Linked DNA regions of Columba livia: region 2 is linked to region 1. The links are chromatin contacts, called in public Hi-C maps. All regions are on one chromosome and are shown on one strand. Each heading gives the region's core, a stretch centred on a gene start, on an enhancer-like site or on the middle of the called end of the contact. The rest is flanking DNA. Distances are from core to core; before and after follow the strand shown.

Region 1 (3,891 bases), core at 522-3,021:
TGTTGCAATACAGCCTATTTTTATATGGTACCAAGAGGAGGACAAGAAGCCACTCTAAGTTATTTTTATGTTAGAGTGAGAGCAAGATGCAGGTGTGCTGAGGGAAGCTGGAGGTTTCTGAAGGTGAATTCTTGTTTAGCTTTAAATTGATTACTTTTTCTAAAGGAGTAAAAAGGAAAGTGGCAGGTAAAGGAATAAAAAGCCTCTAATTTCAACTTTTGTTCAACCCTACTCTTCTTGCAAAGCGATGCTATTTCAAGAGGCAGCCTAAATCCTTTTGCAAGTGCTACTTGGGAGTGTGCTGTACCTAATCAATAGAAACAATTGACTGAGCAGGCTGAGATTTGCTTGGTGGTCCTAAATGTTCTGGTGTTTCCACAAGTCTGATGATCTAACAATGTGTGTGCAAGTAGTAATCAACCATGACAGGCTGCCACGGTTGTCTGTAGATACCTAAGTGCCCTTTGCTATTAGGGGCTGAAGAAAGAAAGTGCGCAAGTTAGAACTGTAGGAGGGTGCCTTTTTTGGTCATTTTCTGATTCCAAAATATTTTCTACGTGTTCCAAATAAAGTTAATTAACTAACAAACAACTCAGTTGCACTTCCTCTGGAGACCTGCAAAGAATGAGCACCCTTCAACATACCTGAGCACAGAGATTCAGCCCTACCACTCAGTTTTGAGACTAAAGATCATTTTAAGGTGTTGCCATCTGAACTCATTTAGGTAATAATTGGTGCAGCTGCTGACATTTGACAAAGCAATTAATAATTTGTCGTGTGGCATTTTATCTCATGTCCTACTCAATAAAGTTCTTGCTGCTACCTTTGACCATGGTGATCTGAGGAACCGTACAGCAGGAAGTACCTGCTTCTAGGAACATGTCTCACCTTTGGTAAGAAAACTGGACTTGTCCTGTGCCAGGTGTGCAGTCACACAGGACAAGCACATACTTTGGGTGCTGTGAGCAACCACAAAACCGGGCTCAGTAGCCTGAGAAGCACGACTGCCTAGTGAAATTACTTGTTTAACGTGTCTTTGTTCATTGGAACACAACCTAACATTCCCAAGAAATAAAATCGGTCTTCTTATGTTATTATCATTGAATAACAGTGATCTCAAGCATATACATTTTTCATATATGCACACACATATATGTGTGTGTAGTGCAGTCATTGAATATCATTATCCCTTTTGTCTGCTTGGGAAACTAAGCAAGTTTCCATAGGGTCATAACAGAATTAGTATCTGCCCTTTGTCTCTGTGTACCCACATTTATATATGGATCTTCCGCTGAAAAGTCTCTTCTGATCACACAGAAATACAGAGTTGTCCAACTATGGTTCAGTGAGGCTGGAGGGCCGGCTGGCCTAGCATTCAGCCTCTAGCTCCATAGCAAGAGCTGAATGGGCACAGGCAGCTCAATGGTAAACAGCACCCTGGTCTGAAGTTACCAAAATAACCTTCTAGGATGGGAAGCTATCCCTAAACCTTCAGCCAAAGGTTAAACCTCTTCCTGGTAGCAGAGGACTTATCTCCCTTCCAAAATAAACAATCTAAGCACTTCAAAAGAAGTTACACTTAATCTTTCATTTTGCAAGCATTACACCAGGTTTGAACAATAAAGCTTTTACCTTTGAGATCTAATTAGCCTGTTTTAAACTTAAAGCTTTACTCTGCAAAATGAGTGTTCTCATCTACCATTGATTTTAGCACACTGGCTTCAGCATCTGCAAGAGTTCAGTTCCTTGTAGAATTAAGCCCATTTGTTTTAAATTTTTTGTCAGGGACTGCAAAGTGGGGAAGTCAAAATTAACAACAATAATAAGCTATTCTATGATAAAGTGTCAGGTTTGTGTTTTCTTGTCATGCAGATCATCAAGACTCTAGTTACCTCCATCGGTTTTTCACCTTTGGGATGCAAAATATTCTTAGAGCCTGAACTAAGAATAAGGGAAATTTTCCTGGCATTGCTCCATCTCATTGTGGCTATAGAAATAAACGCACACGCTCTCTGATGCACAGCAGATGGGCTCACTGCATTTCACTTCCTCCATGTCTGATTAAAGCCAGAAGGTGAAAAGGTAACTGTGGGGTATTAGTAAGAGGGACTTCATCTGAGTGATGCAGTTCTGGGGTGGTTGTGGTTGGGGTTAAAATTTGACTCTGTTCTGATTTCTTTTTCAGGTAACAGTACTTAGCTTATTGCTTCTCTTGTCAGCACCCGCAAATTACCTGTTTTGCTAATAAAGCTGTGCACCAAAACTGGAAAGAGCAAACTGTGATTATATTTAGATTTGAAGCCACCCATGAAACTTTAGTGGTTTGAAACTGTACATGCAAAGAAGTTGCCATTTCACAGTGGTGTTCTTGCTACAATTCACTGCTGCATGGCTGAATTGCAATTCCAGCTACCTCATGGTACTGACAACAGGCATAGATCAAAACGGTTCCTGTGCAGCACGTAGTTGTGCAGCATGCAGCCATGAAGCAGTGGTTCAGAACTGCCTCTCTGCTCCTTCTGGACCAGCCAGAAGCTTGAGACTCTCCTGTAATGTGGAGGTGCCTTCAGTCAAAGGGGCAAGTGTGCATCTCAAAGGCACTGTCACGTGGACTCATTGGGACCATCTGAGGAAAGGGAGGAGATCCCTCTTTACAGGCTTGTACAAATACAAATTATTTGACTGTACCCACTAGGGAAAATGCTAGGGTAACTTTACCAGAGTGTCATTCCAGACCAGGCAGCTTTGTTCCTGAAGAAGGTGCAGGTGATCTCTGAGCAAACCAAAATGATCTCCAGAGGTCACTTCCAACCCCAACCATTCTCTGAACCGTTCTGTGAGGGGACACGCGGTACCTTCTCATTGACTTCGACAGGCATCTGAGTTGCCCTCTACCCCTTTGAATGTATTGCCCTGGGGTTACTAAACTCAAGCAACCCCACGACACTACTGTGTACTTTTAAAAATAGTTACTGCAGAGTCAGCATGTTCAGCAATCACAGCAAAGAGCTGGACTCCTGGAAATACCTTCTGGGCCTGGCAGGACAGTGATGGGAGCACGCTTCCCATAGATGGCTCCTGGGCCATGGCACAGAGATTACTCTCAAAGGTCATTTTAAGTAACTGTGCTTACTTTGTAATTTACAACACTGGAATTGGCACTATGACCAGTTGTGTCAGGCATTTCGCAAAACCACTTCACGTTTTGCAGACAGGTGGATATAGTTTTACCTTCTTATTCTGCTGGTCTATAGAACAAACTGCAAACCAAATATAAAATTTCTCTGTTATGCCAAGGAGCAGGAACACACGCAGCCTGGGGTTACACAATCACTTTTTTCTTTGCAGATGGACTAGGAATGCCCACAAGGATTATCTAATGATGGCAGCTTGTTAGGCCGTGATAACTCCTTGTCCTTCAGATGTCAGGAGATGTTGAAGGATGCCCAGGCAGCCTTAACTCTGACCCTTGCCCACACACTTTCTGGTACTCTTCAGTTACCTTGGTAGCACCTATAATAGGCAGTTCTTGCCTACTCATCATACCTTTTCTATTTTTTAAGCAGTCTAATATTAAATAGTTTTTTCCTACTCATGTTTATACCTACCCTTCTACAGGTACCTCCTTCCTGATCTCACTCTGGAAACCGGGATCCCGATTGTAGTGCACTCAGCATGACAGACCAAGCAAACCACCTGTGTGTCAAACTCAGAGCATCTGTAAGAGTTTGCTGTACTGGAAAAAACCAACCAATCTCAGTGCTTTCAGTCCCCTAACTCATAGCAGCTTCCCTCTAGAACAACAGAGGGCACCACTCCTCACACAAAAAGCTGCAGCTGGAAGAGGAGCAGCCCTGCATTTAAATAGTAGTTTGGGAACTACAACATTTC
Region 2 (3,891 bases), core at 830-3,329, 390 kb after region 1:
AGTAAAACAAATAAGCCATGTTTGTCTTTACAGATACTTATGGGTGCCCTAAAAAGATCCTATTTGATTCAGGTGAGCTTTGAATGACACTTACCCACCTTTACCTGTGTACCTGGTTCAAGTGAGTCCAATCACGAAATCACATGAGAATGAAGTTACTCCATGATTCTTTCGATGTTTCCTGCTTCCAGTTGGTAAACAAATACTTTAAGGTGAGAGTCCTTGTTTCTGGATGAACTACATTTGTTCACAAGTTTTCCTGCTTTTAGCCACAGAGTGGCATTTTAGACGGCTTCTGGTTTTATCAAAAGGCATTTATGTAATAGACCGCCATACGTCTCTGTTGCAATTTAGCTAGAAAAGCTAATTATGAGCTCAGAATTACAGGAAGTCTCCAGAGAAGTTTTAAAAACCTAATGATTTTAAGCTTCCCTCACACGTTTATGCGAAGTTCTAGTAAGTTTATTTCCAGAGTATCGAGAAGGTACGCAACATGAAAATACTCTGCCTCATCTGACACTAGAGAACAAATAAATGATATTTACTGCTGTCAAAGCCAGTTGGTCAACAGTTACTAAGGAGGGATCCAAACAGGTGAAACGTTCACTGTCACTTCCCCACCTGAAATGCACAGGTAGCTCCGAGGGCTTTGGATCCCTGGATTGGGGCAGATGTTGTGCTGATGTTGTGCTTCGGGAGGTGGTTTTGGCCACTTTCAGCTCATAGTGACAAGGGATCTCAGAGTGTTCCCATCATTCTAGAGCACACTGATGATTCATACATGGTTACATGGCAATATTTACTAAGCTCTCAGGATGCAAATTCATTAGGAGAGATTAGTCAGCTGTCAAGCACCCATTCCCTTTGCTTAAGAATTATATTTTCTAAATAAAAGTTCTCATCTCCAACTCCAACTTCTGCCCCACCACCTACTCACTCTTTTGATAGTTTTGCAATCAGTGAACAAGGACATGCCATTATGTTTTTAGAGATCGCAGAAGAAAGGAACATGGGAGACACTGACAATGAAAAATGGAGATTTGAGCACAGCTAATTGTTTCTCAGCATTACTGAACATAATCAAAGAAATGCAACTTTTGAATTATTCAGAGCCAATCACGGTTGCAATATAAACAGACTTACCTGGATACAGATTCATCTCTGTCCAAAAGCGGTCAATAACCTCAAGCACATTCACTGAGCTCTGCACACCTGGTTTTCTGTTTTTTTCAGAGTATACTTCCAGCAGGACACACTGCAGGCTTTAGTAAGCCACTGCATTTCAGGAGATACTACACATTTTTTGTCTTTCCATATGCATGCTTACGAGCATTGATTTACATTACCGCTTCTCACTCTATCCAAAGCATACTCTATTCATTGCTAAAACGGAAGGGATCTGGGCAATGAAGCATGACAGAAGGCTTGGAAACTACTACAAAGCGCACTGCAAACACATCTACAAATGGAAGATAATACTTGTTAAAAAACAGCAGAGCAAGACCTCATTCCTAGATACATGGCCATTGAGTTTGCAGAGCCAACGCAAAGTAGTTTGTGGGTTTCAAGCCATCCTGCTGTAAGAGCTGTAACAAGACAAGACGACACCGCATGGCTTCTGCACTCGTCTGAGTTCAAAAGGTTGTTTGTGCTTTTCCAGCTGTATCAATTGGTTAAGTAGACACTGCTGCTGCCTACAAGTATTTTCCCATTGTGTGCTTTTAAATAAAGTTATGCTAGGCATGCTGTACTCCCTTCTCATCTAAAAGTTGGAAGCCACTCACAGGTTTGAGCCCCACACCTACAGGAACTATTTTACTACTTAAAAAAGCAGCATCAATTTTAGCAAGTCTAAAGTCCAGTCCTTGATGCTCCAAGGCAAGGGATACTGAGTCTCAGCCTCTCTACTCTCACAATTTGCTTGCCATATGCCATGTTCACCTTTCCCTTTGCTACCACTGTACCACAAAATCCTGGCAGGTCAGGTTACTGCGCTGTTTGTCTGGCTCTCCTCTAAGCCATATGTTGAAGGCCCCCCTGATGAGGCCCTAGTGTAGCATTTCATCTCCTAGAGACCAAGTGGGCTTTTATCACGACAGAAGCAGAGATGGGAGCAACAGCAAGTCCAAAGGAAACTGGGTTAAAAAGCGTTATGAACTGGCTTTGTACTTCATGGCATTTTCTCACGAAAAACCTCCAACTGAACGGAGCAGAGGTGGTAAGTACCAAGAATTTTAAAAGCCTATAAGCTCTCCCCAGATGTCACTGTGGCCCAAACAGACCAGCAGGCCTGTAACAGAGGCAGTGCAAGCCCTGCCACATTTGACAGCTTTCTGCTTCCCCACGAGATGAAGTTGACTGACATGCTTATGGGTTTGATTTTTGTCGTTCCCCCACAGCTCTGAGGCACGATGAAGTAGCAGCAGGCGGCTGCCAGCAGCACCGTACAGCAGCTGGGTGAGGATGGATGCTCGCAGGGACCCCACGGGCACCCCTGACAGGTTTCCTGCCTTGGGGTCCCCCATGCTCCCTCTTGTCTTTGCACTGATATCTGTGTGTGTAAACACTCCTGCTGTGGTTGCCAAGGGATCAGATAACAGACATGAAGAAACAAAGAGCCTGCAAGGAATCCCAAATGCAACTGTCCTGACGGGAAAAATATTCTATTATCCAGTGCCAGTATTTGCCTTTCAGGGAAAGATAACTCAGTACAAGGTAATGCTATTAAATACACTCCTTGGTACAATCCTGCAGCAAACAGTCATTCTTTTAATGTCTAAAACTAACTCGTTACAACTCTCCTTCTAGAGAAGTGTCTCAGATGTATTAGAAATAACTAGAACTGATGGCAAAAATCTCACCATCATTCACTGCCAATGCAGAAGTTACATACGAAGCAAATAAACAAAACCACTGCCCGACATGTATTTAATCTACCCAGTCTGAAGAATGCAGGGTCTTAAAAATGGACAGTAAGCATTGCCACTACATTAAAAAAACACAGAATACAAGCACTACACAAAAATCAAGGCACTGTGGTTCCTAGATATTTAAATGGATCGTTTTCGCAGCTGTTCCTGTATTTCTGTCCAGTTAGAACTTGAAATATGTAAAACTAGAGTAGTAGCTCCATTTCCTATCTCTAATTCTGCTTATCTGCTGTTCTTCTGTGGAGCAGGTGACTTTAGCCAGTGGTGCAGATTTGCCAAAATGGTTGGACTTCAACCCCAATACACACACTCTGCAAGGACTGCCAATGGCAGGGGAGAGCGGAGTGTACCTGCTGTGCATTGCTGCCTCTGGAAGGACACGTGCCCAGAAAACACCAGGAGTGGCTGGAAATTTCACCATCCACGTTCAGGATGGCATCTTATTCCTGGACACGGAGGCGAGCTTGAACCACATGCTGAACAGCTACCAGTGAGTACTGCTGGCTTCCAACTGCTTTTGCCATAGTTAGTGGGGAGGAAAAAAAAGAAAGCTTTAAAAAAAATTAGGTGGGTACTCCATAACTGACACAGGTCGGGTTTTTTTTTCTACCATAGAAATATGATGTCAGGGTAACAAAAACCAAAACCACAAAATTATTGAATGAGCACACATTGAATCTAAAAGCAGGAGGGTTCGTTGCACCAGAGTGGTAGAGCACAGCAAGCATGGGCACAAAGACTGCAAGCCCAGCGGCACTGGGGCACTGATTCTCCAGGTGGCCATTGGAACAGCGGCATCGACCCTCCTTGCCCCAGTTAGGAACTGGAGCTCTTCTGTCCACAAGGAGAAAGGCAGACTCCCAGTAAAGCCCTGAATCACCTCCACATGACACTGTCTATTTCCACTGATGGTACTTAGTGCAAGTACCTACATTTGATGTCTAATGAACTGGGAATATCT

What was found. Hi-C and Micro-C count contacts between places; a contact is called where the count stands out from the background.
Region 2: a Hi-C map of liver shows a contact between it and region 1, with 3 times the contacts expected there. The contact joins the promoter of LOC106145794 here to the enhancer-like site in region 1. A contact is called at or near these places in 2 of 2 Hi-C or Micro-C datasets (crop and liver).

The regions. Positions count from the first base shown.
Region 1 is chr1:136,148,975-136,152,865 of bColLiv1.pat.W.v2, forward strand. No RefSeq gene overlaps it. Among named protein-coding and RNA genes, the nearest start is that of BHLHE41, 13 kb to the right of the region's middle. Within about 2 kb of position 1,772, at least 1 of the 3 cell types and tissues checked has an H3K27ac peak away from gene starts, as active enhancers do.
Region 2 is chr1:136,537,330-136,541,220 of bColLiv1.pat.W.v2, forward strand. LOC106145794 (dystroglycan 1) reads left to right here and starts at 2,080. Exons shown (of 6, transcript XM_021293900.2): 1 at 2,080-2,218; 2 at 2,400-2,715; 3 at 3,179-3,420. The coding sequence starts at 2,464.